5 separate regions of the Mus musculus genome follow, and all the other regions are linked to region 1. A link is a contact called in public HiCAR-type, HiChIP or PLAC-seq and promoter capture Hi-C data. All regions are on one chromosome and are shown on one strand. The core of a region is the stretch at or near the end of the contact, and the rest is flanking DNA. Distances in the headings are between cores, read along the strand shown.

Evidence for each region. Promoter capture Hi-C pulls out the DNA fragments that hold promoters and counts their contacts. HiCAR-type assays count read pairs that join an accessible place to other places. HiChIP or PLAC-seq counts read pairs in DNA pulled down with a chosen protein or histone mark.
Region 2: a HiCAR-type map of astrocytes shows a contact between it and region 1, with 3 times the contacts expected there. The contact joins the promoter of Gabrb1 here to the promoter of Nipal1 in region 1.
Region 3: a contact with region 1 is called in a promoter capture Hi-C map of pre-B cells, with 2.1 times the contacts expected there. The contact joins the promoter of Ociad1 here to the promoter of Nipal1 in region 1. A contact is called at or near these places in 2 of 39 promoter capture datasets (pre-B cells and stem cell-derived epiblast-like cells), 1 of 484 Hi-C or Micro-C datasets (CD4 T cells), 2 of 115 datasets of contacts at active chromatin or transcription factors (effector CD8 T cells and memory CD8 T cells) and 1 of 9 other capture datasets (pancreatic islet).
Region 4: an H3K27ac HiChIP or PLAC-seq map of thymic regulatory T cells shows a contact between it and region 1, with 4 times the contacts expected there. The contact joins the promoter of Fryl here to the promoter of Nipal1 in region 1. A contact is called at or near these places in 2 of 39 promoter capture datasets (cranial neural crest and pre-B cells), 2 of 484 Hi-C or Micro-C datasets (CD4 T cells and CD8 T cells) and 3 of 115 datasets of contacts at active chromatin or transcription factors (memory CD8 T cells, microglia and thymic regulatory T cells).
Region 5: a promoter capture Hi-C map of embryonic stem cells shows a contact between it and region 1, with 2.9 times the contacts expected there. The contact joins the enhancer-like site here to the promoter of Nipal1 in region 1. A contact is called at or near these places in 6 of 39 promoter capture datasets (the HPC-7 cell line, cranial neural crest, embryonic stem cells and 2 more) and 1 of 9 other capture datasets (adipose tissue).

The regions. Positions count from the first base shown.
Region 1 is chr5:72,646,389-72,649,267 of GRCm38.p6, reverse strand. It overlaps Nipal1 (NIPA-like domain containing 1), which reads right to left and starts at 1,472. Exons shown (of 6, transcript NM_001081205.1): 1 at 1,335-1,472. The coding sequence starts at 1,380.
Region 2 is chr5:71,698,566-71,701,444 of GRCm38.p6, reverse strand. Gabrb1 (gamma-aminobutyric acid (GABA) A receptor, subunit beta 1) reads right to left here and starts at 1,513. Exons shown (of 9, transcript NM_008069.5): 1 at 1,350-1,513; 2 at 1,065-1,156; 3 at 573-640. The coding sequence starts at 1,429. It overlaps Gm38562 (a long non-coding RNA gene), which reads left to right. Exons shown (of 4, transcript XR_868471.1): 2 at 1-69; 3 at 2,160-2,253.
Region 3 is chr5:73,291,438-73,294,316 of GRCm38.p6, reverse strand. Ociad1 (OCIA domain containing 1) reads right to left here and starts at 1,523. Exons shown (of 9, transcript NM_023429.4): 1 at 1,341-1,523; 2 at 1-32. The coding sequence starts at 27.
Region 4 is chr5:73,255,176-73,258,054 of GRCm38.p6, reverse strand. It overlaps Fryl (FRY like transcription coactivator), which reads left to right and starts at 1,437. Exons shown (of 63, transcript NM_028194.2): 1 at 1,437-1,655.
Region 5 is chr5:72,132,721-72,135,599 of GRCm38.p6, reverse strand. All of the region lies in intron 8 of Gabrb1 (gamma-aminobutyric acid (GABA) A receptor, subunit beta 1), which reads right to left. Among named protein-coding and RNA genes, the nearest start is that of Commd8, 34 kb to the left of the region's middle. Within about 2 kb of position 1,454, at least 1 of the 459 cell types and tissues checked has an H3K27ac peak or open chromatin away from gene starts, as enhancers often do. A contact at or near this core is called in embryonic stem cells, where this site is marked.

The DNA.
Region 1 (2,879 bases), core at 223-2,722:
AGTACCTTCCTGCACGGTTAATCATCGGGTGACACAGAGCTCCAATACTTCTTGTAGTTACTAAATGCATGAGCAAAGCAGGAAAAATATCCAGAGGTCAAATGAGTGGGTGCAATCTGCTCTCAGATCCTTGAACAAACAAGGGCAGGGTGCATTAGTGACGATCTGACTTGGCAGCTCCAGAATTATTTAGAAAAGGGACCAACTGCCACTAAGCGCATGACTGTCTAGGAAACAACCCTAGATGCAGCTGCCTTAGGGATACCGGTCTCAATGTGGGGATAGTTTGTGAATTGTTGCACATTTTCTTTTACACACCTTTCCCCTTTCTTACTAGCTGGGATTTGATGAGTCCTCTCTCTTCTTCTGTCTCTCCCCCCTTTTCTTTCTATTCCCTCGTTAAGTTATAAGCTGGAAAGGCCAAGAAGCAAGGACACGAATCTCTACAACACGAGGAGCTGTAGTTACATGGTCGTAGCATTAGGCTGGGAAGCACTCACTGTAAGGCACAGGTCTTACCAGACAGCTTCTTTGAGTCGTTAGCAAGTAGGTTAGAAATGACCTGACACCAGTGGGGATTAAAAAAAAAACCGATAATTTCGTTTGCAATGCACATTTCCCAAGGTTGCCCCACCTTTCCCCTTACTTCCATTCAGTTTTCTCTGACCTTCTGTGTAGAGACTGCAAGAAGCCAGTGGAAGTGAGGAACATCTGGCAAAGGTCAAGGGGTGGGGCCCAGGGGTTTTACCAGGCAAGGTGTGGGCTGGAAATCCCAGTCTAGCCCTGAGGAAGAACTAACAAAAGGGCACTCCCAGTTCCCTGTTGGAGTAGTCACCCTACTCAAAGGATTGCCCAGTAAGTCATACCTGAGCGATCTCTCCGTGGGACTCAGGCACAGTGTGTTCAGGGAGCACTGTGGGAAGCCCACGGGATCCCCGGCACGCCCTCTGCCATGTACTCCGGAGTTGAGGCTGAGCCAGGAAACCTCCTCCTGGATCAAACCCTGGAATCTGCCCTCAGCAAGCATCCTGAATTTCCCTGCCACACACTCAGTAGGACGTAATCAACATTGAGCCAGCCGGGGGACTAAGTGGGCGTCACTTCTGTCCTGCTCCGACTTGGGCTTCCCCACAGAGTCTGGAGTGCAGTGGGCTCAGCTAAGTATTTACTGTCCCGTTGGTGGGACAGCCGACTGGACGACTGGAATACTAAATGATTAGAAGACGGCGCGTTAAGAATCCGCACATTTTTCTGAGTCTAGTTTTGAGACCTCGCATCTGGGCTCCCAGCTACCCAAGTGACCCAACTGTCCCACCGCTGGGACTGACACTCACCTTCATGGCAGGGCTCTCCGGGTGGCAGCCTCAGCTGTACCCCCATGGCCTGGGGACCGGGCTTCCTCTGTGCTAGCAATAGTTTCTCACACACCAGTGTCCCGGGACCCGCTTTCGTTCCGGCGGATCGGTGGAGTCAGCGAAGGGTGTGCGCTGCCTCCGCCCCCGTGGCAGGCTCAGCCAATGAGAGTGACTGGGTGGGGCATGGGGTGGTTTGAGGCTCATTTTCCGCCCACCGCTCGCTCATCGCCGCAGAAGTTCCTTCAGTCACCGGTGTCTGCAGGGTGGACCCGGGAGCTGCACAGGTGCTTAGTCCAGAAACACCTGCCAGGAGGAGATGAGGTTACAGCGTGGATGCTGCCGAAGTCACTCGGGGAATTTAGTGATGGAGAGGCTGTCCCGAGGCCCCCTTCTGGTTGTCCTGGAGCAGACGAAGTGCTGGCCAACGTCAGTGGGTCTTTCTCATCACTGGCTTTTGTGGCACAAGGCGCTGTCTGCTGGAGTTCTGTGCTGAGTCCATGCTAAAGTTTATTCTGGGATTTTTTTCGAACAGGCTTGGTGCTTCTGCTCTCTCGTGCACGCCGTTGTCCTCCTTGTCTTACAATACCCGTGCTTACCTGTTTTCAACAATCAGGCATTTCCCTCTCCACCCACCCAGCTGCCTTATCCCCACGCCCAGTCGTATATGAAATAAGCTTTTCAGGGATCAGCAATGCCCAAACTGAGAAGACCTGTTCCCACGCTGAAGTTCATGATATTCCAGCAGTACACTACATAACATGCATGAGTCAACTCATTACAATTTACAGCACAATTTATTAACTACAGTTTGCAGGTGAGGGATAAGGATAAGGTAGAGAAAGCGGTGAAGTAACTTAGTCACGAGGTATTTATTATGCCTCATGAAGTGGTCACACTTACTGCTGAAGCCCTCAGCCGGAAGAGCCGAGATTGTGTGTTTTTCTGGGGTGCCTTTGCGCTTGACTGCTGTACCCCCATAGGCTCTAGGTATTCACGAACAGCTAGAATTAACTTTATTGCCTAAGAGTTTCACTGCAGAGATCCATCTTGCTTTTCTTGTTTTCAGGTTTATGAGACAAAACTTAAAACCAAATTAGTCAGTAGTTTAAGATGCATACTTTTTGTCTATGGGCATGACCTGTGGAAAAAGAATGGGGGAGGGGCAGGATCAGGTGGAAGTGGCAAAGACGGTTTAAGCCAGTTTTGAATTGGAAGCCTTGTGAAGTAGACATCTACTTAGATGCTTTCTTTGGACATCAGATTTCACGTTTTGTCTTCACCATAGACTGGCAATGATAATAAATCTGATCCCAGGTACTTCTTACTATTTAACAAACATCAGTTACAATGTGGCAAACCCTAACCCTAAGCACTTTATAAAAAATTGTTTAATTTATATTAAAAGCATTCAAAATGATAATAGCTGTTGTTATTTTCCACTTTATGCTTTATATCTTCACTTAAAAAAAGCCTTGAGAATGTTCCTTTGAGATTCATGAGTTTTCTTTGTTTGCACACGAATGC
Region 2 (2,879 bases), core at 264-2,763, 950 kb after region 1:
TGCTGTTAGCAATCCTGAACTGTTCATCTCAGCCTGTTGCTCTTGCCACACACTGCGCTGGATTCTGTGGTAGGGAGGGGACACTCGCGAGCCCAGCCAGCCTGGTGGCTGAGATGGGTGGGTTGGGGCTTTCAGGCTGCTCAGCTGTGGAGATTTTGGGGCTCTTGTCTGGCCACAGCTGGCTGCGAACCCCTGGTCCGGGGGAACCCACTGTACACCACTTGGCCGCCGGCAGATGGTGCCCTGCACAGCCCGACAGTCGGGGAGACCCGGCTAAAGTAAGGCTCAGACTCCGCCCCAGCCAATCCACCGGCGCAACAGTCCCCCTTCCTTCCCAAAATAGTGCGGAGTACGTCTCCTTCGGAGCACTGCGGTAGCCTGTGTGTGTGTCGAAAATACAAACTGTGGGGCGACCGACAGTGTGTGTACTGGAGTGGGGCGTACGCGCGGAGTGGGGACCCTGGGGACCAGGGCCGAGGTGACCACCAATGAAAAGCAGAGGACGGGGAACTGGTTCATTTCTCATCTGCGTAAGCTCGGCCGGCCGCCGAGCCCTTGGGGAGGCCACTCACCATATTCACTTCCGAGACCATGTCTATGCTGGCGACATCGATCCGCATCCCGACGTCCACCGGGGGCCCTGCCAGGGAGGTGGACCACAGCAAAGACAGTCTTTGAGTGGCAGGGAGCTGAGGGGACATTGGGGGCTTCCCAGATCTTATTACAGACTAAGCAGGCTCCCTCCCTACCCCTTTCCTGTTGTAGGGGACAGCGGGAGAAAACAGGTGTGGGCACACGCGTGATGCAGTGACAGTGCAGAGGGTGTGTCGGCTTGAAGAGAGGGACAGCTCAGCCTGAGGATACGTCCACCTGAGATTGGGGATAGTGCGTGGTGTGTGTGTGTGTGTGTGTGTGTGTGTGTGTGTGTGTGTGTGTGTGTGCGCGCAGGGCGTAGTATTGCACGTTTACAGGAACGGTAAAATGGGGAAGGAGGCATTATATCTGACAGAAAAGGTGAACTAGGGATGGGTAACAGGTTGAAAAAAAAAATGAAGAAGCATTACCTCCAAAGTCCGGCCGCAAGCGAATGTCATATCCTTTGAGCAGTCGGTCCACTGTCTCTTTCACGTATGACATGTTGCTGGGTTCATTGGAGCTGAAGGGAAGAAGTAGGGACCGTATTCAGAAAGATCACAAACTGAAAACAGACATAAAAAAAGATCCAGGCACACCTACCCCCAAATAACAAGATACATGATCCAGCAGGCACGGGAAAATAAAAAATAAAAGAAGAAGAAGAAAATCACCAAGGAAAAAAAAAGAGAGAGAGATTGAAGCAGGCAGCTCACCTGTGTGCACAACAAACCATAGCAACCATCACGGGAAAAGAGAGAAGCCCCAAACTCTCTCGATTTTGTACTGTCCACATTCCTAACTCTGATGAAAGAATTGTCTTTTCTGCGAAGATTCAAGGAATGCAACTTAGTCGGCGGCTGGGCAGTAATTCCCGAATGGACCTGCGCATGCGCAGAGGGTACTCACTACCAAAAGACACCTTGTGCCTTGCAAACAATATTCCTAGTGGAACAGGCAACAGATTTCAATCCCTTTAAAGTTCCTGTCTGAGGTGCTCCGCGTTCTCTGGGTAGTCGAATACAACCTGCTGTCTCTATGCAAAGGAGCCAACGTGCCTGTGTGTGTGTGTGTGTGCCCAGTTTTCCTGAGCTGTGGTTTGCTGTGTTCCTTTCCCTCCTGTCCTAAGCTTGAATTTTTTTCTTTTTCCTTTTCTTTTCCTTCTTTCTTTTCTTTTCCTTCTTTTTTTTTTCTTTTTTAAAACAGGGCTTTCAATGATCTGGCTAAGGCTGTCTGGCATCTTTTGTTGACAGTTATAGAGGTCCTAGAACAAGAAGTCTGGAGATGGTTCTCTGGTTGTCTGTAGAAAAGATGGGGAGGGTGCTGGGGAGGGGAGTGGGCAGAGACTGCCCGGCCGGCCGGCCCGGAAAAGGAGTTTGGGGGTGGGGAGGAGGAAACACAGGGAGGGTTTGGGAGTCTTGTCCTCTCTTCGGAGGTTATGAAGACAGCTGCTTGCTTGTGGAATTGGAGGGGGGGGGGGGGGAGGAGAGAACTGACTAACTTTTAAATGTATGCTTTTCCTTTAGCTCCCATCTCCATCAGTCCACTTGGAATGGGAAGTGAAGAGAAGAAGAATGAAGCAACCCTGGCAATCAATCTTTTTTTCCAGGACCTTTGCTGGTAAATCTTGTAGGTTTTAGTCGCCCAAGCTTTTTGCTTATAACTGTCAGTGTGCTAGCTCCTGTTCTTAATCCCTAAATTGAACACTGAACATCCTCAGTCTAATATGCCTTATGCAGCCCGGGAAAAGCCAATCTTCTTTCAAATAAAGGGAAGTTAGGAAATGCAATTCAGTACATATCACTAAAAAACATGTTAGGTGGTTGGAGATTCTGGGATGGATTCATGCCCTTTGTTAAATAGCATATATCAAGTCTTCATTTGATACTAGGTATTCTGAAACTTAGAGTAAACTTTTCACAAACCCCTTACAAAGATAAGCAAAAAGAAATCACTTCTTCCTGATATTGTCTGTGTAAACTGAAGAATTATTACCAAACCAAGAAGCACTAAAAATTACCTTAGAGGAGAAGAAAAAACAAACAAACAAGCAAACAAAGAACAGAAGACAAAGCTTTTGTCTGGCAAGGAAGGGGAATTCTTCTTGAGGGAGAACAGTATGTACTAAATCTTACAGACTGGAAAAAGTACTTCTATAACTGTATGCAAAAGAGATCCATTGTGGGGGGGGGCGGAGAAAGTGATGGTGGATGATGGGATGTGGAGGAAAGTCGAGGAGATCATTT
Region 3 (2,879 bases), core at 274-2,773, 640 kb before region 1:
TTCTCGAAAATCAGCCCTCCCATTCATAGTTCCTGTATCAGAAACATTTATATCCAAATATTACAAAGTATCAGAATAAACCCCCCTAACCAGTCTACCTGTAAATCAACAAATATTTACTGAACATTAAACATTTTTACAGTTAGTTGTATTTTACGTGCATGGTGCTTTGCTTGTATACACTAACATGCCTGGTGCCTGAGATCAGATGACACCTGATCCCCAGGAACTGGGAGTTCCAGATGGTTGTGATACTGTGATAGGACATGTGGGTACTGGAAACTCTGCAAGGGCCAGTGCTCTTACCTGCTGAGTTATCTCTTCAGGCCCCGACTTTTACATTTCAACTACCTGACATAAAAAAATAACTGAATGAAAAAGGGTCATAAACATATCTGAACTAATTATTCACATTCGACCCTTTGATTGAAAAACGGGTACATCAAAACAATGGAAAAAAATTCCCTTCTAAGGCTAGGTTATGTTATTTCACATTATTCTGTACCTTGACTCAAAAACAAAACAAAAACTACAACCATATCCAAATGATTAGGGAAAAACCTCAAGTCACTTCTAGGTTTCCAATTAAAACGAAACTGCATTGTATCCCCTAACTCAGCAGTCAAAAAATAATGACGTCACATTTTCTGCAGGTAGCTACGCTAATGGCAAACTTCCCTGTACCAGCCCAAGTAATCTTCAAACATCTTAAATAAATTTTAAAATCCAAGAGCAAATATATTCTTTCGCCTTCCTTTAAACTTAGACCTCAGCATTTCAGACAAAATAAGGAGTACGTCTTCGCTGAAACAAACGCATCGCAGTATGACTTACTGGATGCCAACAGCAAAGCACCTTTCTGTAATTCGTTTAGTCACTAAAATCATCACCTATTGCATACCTATATCCCTTCAAAGAAAAAGGTTTCAGAAAAGGTAAACTGAACTCTTGGACAGATGAAGCATTCAGAGGAAGCTTCTCAAACTGCAAAACCCTACCAAAAAAGAAAAAAAAAAAAAAAGAAAGAAAGAAAATCTCGTCCCCAGGGAGGCTGGAGGGCAGTGCGACCTGTCTGATCACTACAGCTCAAAGCTGTAATCATAAAGAACAAGGCTCAAGCGAGGCAGTAGCCGCGGACGCCAGCACTCCTGTCCCTGACCTGCCACCCCACCTCGGCCATCGCGGCTTTCCCCACCCCTCCATGCAGGTCTCCCGGTGCCCGAGTCACCGGCGCTGCAGCAGAGCCCAGGCCCGCAGTGCGACCGGACACCTCCGGGCAGGAAAATGGCGGCTGCGGGCGAGGGTGGGAGACTGGCGGAAAGCCGCGCCACCACACCCACCTCACGATGGAGGCGGCAACGCTGGGAGCAGGACCCGGGGTAGAGGCCGGGAGAGGACCCCAGAGACAGGCACAGCGGACAACGCGGGAAGCGGGGAGGGGAAAGAGGGCAGCTTCCAAGCGATCGCCAAGATGTCACCCACACACGAGCGCCAGCAGGCCGACACCCGGAAGCAGTACCCTTGACGGGAAATGACGTCAGGACAGCGCTGGGAAACAGCGGCGGGCCAGTTTCTCAATACTCACGGATGTCGATCACGCCCCGTCCAACTAGTCCCGCCCCTTTCACCGCCCCCCACCCCGCCCCAGGCCGCGGCGCTCCAGAGCTGCACTGCGGCTGCGCGAGTTAAGGCCTGCAGCTCAGCTCTGCCTCTAGGTTCGATGCTCTTGTGACATACCCCAGAGACTGTTCAGTGACAAGCCAGTAGGGACATTTTGGAACCCCTCCATCCTCAAGTCCCCTCCTTATCCCATGACTTTCCTTGGACTTCCCTAATTTTAAGATTTACAGAAATTTTCTTATGCTTTAAGCCTCTAGGCTAGGTAGTGAATTTTAAGCGTGAACTCTTAAGTTAACTGTCAGAACCTCCAGTCTAGTGTCCGATTGATTCTAACACTAGAGTCAGGATACACTCCAACTCGGAGACTCAGAATTTACTCATCTGAATAACAGAAATAATGTGTGTTTCACAGTTTTGGGTTAAAACAAGTCTGAAAAGGAGTTTAGGCTCTGGGGCTGTATTACCAGGAGACTATATTTTAATGCTAGGAGACCAACTTTTCGTCAGAGCTCAGGCTGCCACTCCTAACCACCAACTATTCATTTCTTACACTGATCCTAGGCATGTTTACTGAGTGCGTATACTGAACCAAGTCCTGAAAGTATATCGTTGATACCTCTGATAGCTCCAGCCCACGAAGTTATGAACTCCTATAATTGTCAGACTTCCCACCATTCCTCATTTCATATGTTTTTCACTGGTTCTATGGCATCCACGAACTTGTCTGTATGCTTATTTAAGAGAGAAAGTCATGTAAAACATGAATCCGGAGTCATGGCTAGACCTCTATGGCTCCTGAACCCCACACTAAGGACGAACTCAAACATAACTTGGGTGAGCTCCAAAGCCTTCCTGGAAGCTGATGCCCATCCAATGGAGAAAGGCGATAGGATTTGTTAACCATCTTAGACCCTTGCTATGGCACCAGGAACGTGGGGATCACCAGAAATCACGGAACTTTAAGCTCAGCTGTGAAAGCCTTGGGTTCCATCCTTGTGATCAGAGCAGCTGTGGTGTACCCACTGGAGACCCTCAAAAGATTGCTTCCACGAACATGCCCTCCTGAAGAGTCAAGAGCTCAGAGGCACATCCTTTTCTCAAAGGTACAAAATTGAGCATATATGCTTGGGAGAAAGATGTATTAAGAGGCATAGCTGGCAAGCTGCCCATGATTTGGAAAGTAACTTTAATTAAGCTCATTAGTTCACCAAGCATGACTTGATGGAATTATTCCTTCCATTTGCCATTGTTCTTTGAGA
Region 4 (2,879 bases), core at 188-2,687, 610 kb before region 1:
TGCTGCAAAAATGTACAAACAATTTAAAAGGAAGGACCTGCAAACACCAATCAAGTCCCGCCTCTCTTACTGCTCCTCGATAATAATGGCTCTCTGAGTTCAGGAAAAAAGCCTTATCTCTCAACTGTCTATGCTTATTTCCCTCTCTCTAAGCTGGTCTGGTCTAGGGCGGCATTGGGCACAGCCACTTTCTTGGCACTACTGGAGGTGACTGCTGCACCTGTAGGGATCCTCTGACGTCGTCAAAGGATCGTCAAAAGTATCAAAGACCATAGAAAATAGAGAGAACACTTAACCTGTTCCTTACTATTTCTTGGCGGGTCCGAAAGCCATAACCACACTCAGGTTTTTTGGAAATAACCTTCGTTTCCTATATCTGGGGTAGGAACCTGGTGCTAAGTTAATGCAGATCCCGAGGTTGTCGCAGGATTCCTCTCCTTTAATGAGCAGGGTTCTGCCACTCAGGTTTCTCCTGGCGAGACTTCTCCCTCTTCCTTTGGGTAGATGTGCTTTCCCCGGAAAGGTGCCACTGTCCTTCAAAGACTAGCCCTCTGGTGTCCACATTTGTAACAAGAGGAACTTTGAGAATATCAGCAAAGAGGAATATATGTTTAATCTTTCCAAACAATTTTTAAAAATAATAAAAAATAGCATAGTCCCGCGCAAATGCCAGTATGACACACAGGACGTGACCTAAACGGAACTTCTAATGGGAAGAACTTAACGCTTTTCTGAACGTCCTATTGCAAGATAAACAAGGAAACCCCTGGGTTTGAAGACACCTTCGTTAATTCTTCCGGGTGCGTAAAGCCAGGAAGTCAAGGATGTGAGCAGAGTAGACAGGGAGTGTGAACTTGATTAATTCTCAGGAGCCAGTATTAGGATTTCAGGTGTTCTCACTCCATTCACGAAATAGGATTGGGCTCTCAGGATCCCGCAGCTGCTGTGGTGTGCTTTTTATCTGAAGATTTTTGCATCCTTTCCACCTCTCTTTCCCGCCTTCCTCAGTATAGGTTGTTTGTGCTCGACCTCTACCAACATTTAAAGGTACAGAGGCTTTGAGGGTGCCAAAATAGGGAAGACTTTACGACTGTCTTTCAGCCGTCCAGGGAGAGTGATAAAAGGTAAGGGGCGTGCAGACTTGCCTTTTCTTACCCAATCAGGTGCACAGGAAGATGTCTTTCTACCAATAAAAATAAAGTTAGCTTTCCGGAGGCGGGAGGGTGAGCCGTGACTGCCAGTTCTCCAAAGCAACGTTGGAGGCGAGGACCGAGAGTGATTAGAGGTAGGTCCAACCCGGGGGAGGGGGCGGGGCGAAGGTGGGGAAACTCTGAGCGGCGGGGAGGCCGGCCAGTGGAGGGCGAGGACCGCTGTTCCTGGTGTAGTATCCTTCGCCAATCAGGAAGGCGAGTGGGTGGGCGGGGCAGAGAAGGGGTGGGCAGAGCTCGCAGCACTGCCGGGCGCCCGTCGGGCTCTGGGAGAGACAGAAATCCGGTTAAAATCAGAGTCGGAGGGAGGTTTAACCACGAATCGGTCCCGATCGGATTATTCCTTAAAGGGGACGCGCCATTGTCAAAGAGAACGGAGCCTGGGGCCCGAGGGCGGGGACCGGCGGCGCTGGAGGAACGAGGCAGCTGCACGGGACTGGGGACCTGGTAGGTGCTGTTTGGGGAAAGGCGCTTCATTTCACTTTCTCTTCCAGCGCGGGGGCAGGATCCGGGATGCCCGCCGACCGTCGGCCGTAGGATCCGGGATGCCCGCCGACCGTCGGCCGTGGGATCCCGGGTCCCCGGCCCTGGCCCGGCTGCCCTTCTTGCTGCGAGCCGCGAGGGAGGCGGACCGGGATGGGCGGCTGCGGCGCCGACTGGGGAGGCTCCTAACGGACGCGGGCGCGGTACTGAGCCGGGGTCAACCGAAAGCCCGTCGGAGCTGCGGCAGACCCGTGGGGGAGCACCGCGCGCCCCGCTCTGCTGCGCGCCTCCTTCCCGGCCCGTGCCCGGCTCTCCCCGCGCTCCCGGCTGCCCTGGTCGCGCGCCGTCGTCTCCACGCTCGCTCCGCTCTTCCCGCGCGCCCGGCTGCCCTGAGCGCGCTCCCTGCGCCGCTCGGCGCGCCGGCTTGGTTCGCACGCCGCGGGTTCACCGCGACCCGGGAACCGCCCGGCGAGGAAGCGGGCGGCGGGGCGGTGGCGGCAGGCGCTACTGCTGGGTTGATCATCCGACCCGGCTGAAGGTGCCGGCAGGCGGCCTCGGGAGGAGAGGCGGCGGGCTCGCGCTGCGCGCCGAGGTTGCCGGCCCGGCCGGGCATTGTCCGCGATCCTCCGCCGCGTCTCTCCGCCCACTGCTTGCGGTGCTGGGAGGGGTGCGGACCTGGGCGCAGAGCCCACTCCGCCTGAAGCGACGGCGCACCCCCGGACCCGCGCCTTTCCGGAGCCGGGGTCGGCCCGGCGGACGCCAAAGTCACCGCCCGCCGCCGGGCCTGTGCAGCCCGGGCCACCGGCTTCGCAGACACCGGCGCTGGCTCCTCGCGGTCCGGAGCTCAGCCGTGCAACTTTTCTTTGCCTTCTAATGGGAGTTGTTGCTTCCGGGCGGCAGGTTCTCCCGGCCCGGCCGAGCCTCGTTTCTTGCGTCTGCAGAGGCCGATATCTAAGGCGATCTGGGGCCTGAATGCTTTACTACTAGTCCAGCTTTGTTCCTCATTACCTACAATCGCTTTGCTTGTAGACTTTCGAGGATATAAGTCCCAGGTTGCTGTGTTAATAAAAGAATAAATAAACGGGTGGGGGAATGGCTGAGGGGCTAGAGCTTCAGACAGAACTAAATGTGCTTTAACCTTTGAACTAGGGAAAGTATTACCGGGACTCCACGACAGAAGCTCTTCGA
Region 5 (2,879 bases), core at 205-2,704, 510 kb after region 1:
CCACTTAGTTATCTATATTCTATCACTTATGTTATTATTCTATATATCTATTTTTTATTTCTCTATCTTTACCCTTCTATTATCTATTTACTTCCATCTATCAATTACCTATGTACCATCCATTCATCTGTATGATCCATGCATCCATCTATCTATCTATCTATCTATCTATCTATCTATCTATCTATCACCATCATTATCATCATCATCTATTATTTTTCTTCTTTCACTACCTATCTAGTTCTAATTTGATTTCTGTTGCTGTTTGTGATGGCTAGTTTTAAGTCAACTTAAAACACGAACTAGAGTTCTCTGAAAGGAAGAAACTTCAATGGAGACAATGCCTCCATAAGATCATCTCTGCCTGATGAGGCATTTCTCAGTTGAGCTTTGCTCTTTGCAGACTGGCTTCCGCTAGAATCAAGAGGATGGAAAACTCACCAGTACAGCTGACCCCCTTGTCAACTTGACAGACAAAGCAGTATTAAACCAGTAACCTTTCCTTTCCTGTGTATTCCCAAGATCTCTTGTTAATATCACAATATAAACCATAAATCTAAAGGGCATTTTTACATTATTGATTGATGCGGGAGAACTCAGTCTATTGTGGGTGGTGCCATTTCAGGGCCAGCGGTCCTAGGTTCTATAAGAAAGCAGGCTGAGCAAGCCATAGGGAACAAGCCAGGAAGCAGCACCCCTCCATGGCCTCTGCATCAACTCCTGCCTCCAAGATCCTGCCCTGCTTGAGTTCTTACCCTGACATCCTTGGGTGATGAAGAGCAATGTGGAAGTGTAAGCTGAGTAAAGCCTTTCCTCCCCAACTTGCATTTTGGTTATGGTTTTTCATTGCAGCAATAGAAATCATAATTAAGACATTGTTAAAAATTACTTTGACCAAAAACTACTTGGGAAGGGAAGGAGTTGTTTAGTTTACACTTTGAGATTATAATTCATTATTGAGGGAAATCAGGTCAGGGACTCAATGGAAAACTTGGAGACAGGAATGATGGAGGAACTGCTTGCTGGCTCTCTAGCTTAATCAGGTAGTTTTCCTATACAGCTGAGGCCCACATGCCTAGGCATGGTGTTATCCACAGTGGACCAGTCTGTTCGGCAAGAACTATCAAGATAATCCCCTCACAGACACGAATCCAGGCCAGTCTGAATTGGGCAATTCTTCTATTGATTCTTTTTCTAGGTGGTTCAAGGTTGTGTCAAATTAGCAATAGAACCTAGCCAGCACATATTTCCTGGTGCTTGTTTGCTTTCCATTGCTGTGGTAAAACACCATGACCAAAGAAACTCGGAGGAGGAGAGGGCTTATTTAATCTTACAGCTCCCAAGTTATGACCCACCAATGGAGGGAAGTCAGAGCAGGAGCGTAAGCAGGGCAGGCCTGGAGCCAGGAACTGAAGGAGGAACACTGTTTACCTGCTTGCTCCCCATGGCTCTCTCTGTTTGCATTAAAAAAAAAACAATCCAGGACTTCCTTCCAGGGGCAGTACCACCCACAATGGGTTAGGCCCTCCCACATCAATCATGAATCAAGAAAATGCCCCCTACAGACTTGCCTACAGACCAATCTGATGAGGCACTTTTCTCAACTGAACTTTGCTCTTAGCAGACTGGCTTCCACTAGAGTCAAGAGGATGGAAAACTCACCAGTACAGCTGACCCCCTTGTCAACTTGACAGACAAAGCAGTATTAAACCAGTAACCTTTCCTTTCCTGTATATTCCTCAAGATCTCTTGTTAATATCACAATATAAACCATAAATCTAAAAGTCCCACCTTCTTGGAACATTTAAACATTTTAAAAGACAAGTCTCTTTTAAAACTCCTTACAAATCTAGAGTCTCACTGGGAACGAGGCAGAGCAGTTAAGATCGCTTACTGCAGCTTTCAGTTGCCAATACCCAGGTCAGGTGGCTCCCAACCTCCTCCAACTGCAGCTCCAGGAGATCCATCCAGTGCCCTATTCTGACCTTCGTGGGCACATGCACTCCTCATATGGACACCCAGGCCACAAACATGTAAGTTAAAATATTCCTTTTTGAGTTTGTAGTTCAAGGTAAAAAAAATAAATCATTAGTTAACTTGTGTCAAGATGGGATGTCAAAACAGCTGATGAGGGAAGGAAGGAAGATTAAAAAGGCAGATTTTTGAGGTAGAGTGAAGAAGTCAAAGGTATTGGATTATAGCACAATGCCTTCTAAATTGGAGAGTTTACACTTGGAGGCCTGGGAAGATGACATCTCACAGGAGGGGCTGCTAATGCTTCTCTTTGTCTGTGTGGGATGCAGCTCTAGCCTAAATGTGTGTGTGTGTGTGTGTGTGTGTGTGTGTGTGTGTGTGTGTGTGTGTGTGTGTGTGTAGTGTTCATACCATATAATGCATGGAAAAGTCACACCTGAGGAAGTTTGTTGCTGAAGTCGTGGAGCTGAAGTGATAAGGATGTATACTTTAGAAGATGAATTGAACATACGGCTTCTAGGTCTGAAATACTCAAGCAAAACATAAAACAGATTATTAAGGCACATACCTCATTGAGGTGCATTGATGATATTGGAAATCATGATGTCATGTTTCCTATTAAATGCTGATGTAATGGTTTCATCAGAGGGAGAACTTATTGCTAGGTACAGGAAGTTTCGTGAAAGCAAGCAACTGAGATAAAGTCAGGAAGGATGTAAGCATGGCAGAGCAAGGAACTGGGGGTTGGAAGCTGTGTTTTCATTCTGATTATTTCATTAACTGATGAGCAATGACCTTGGCTTAGTCAAGATCTCAGCATTCTCATGCATCAATGGGTGCTTTTCTCTAGATAATCTAAGGGATGTGTTTCCAGTCTTTGGCAGTCTTTGATTATGGAGTATAAT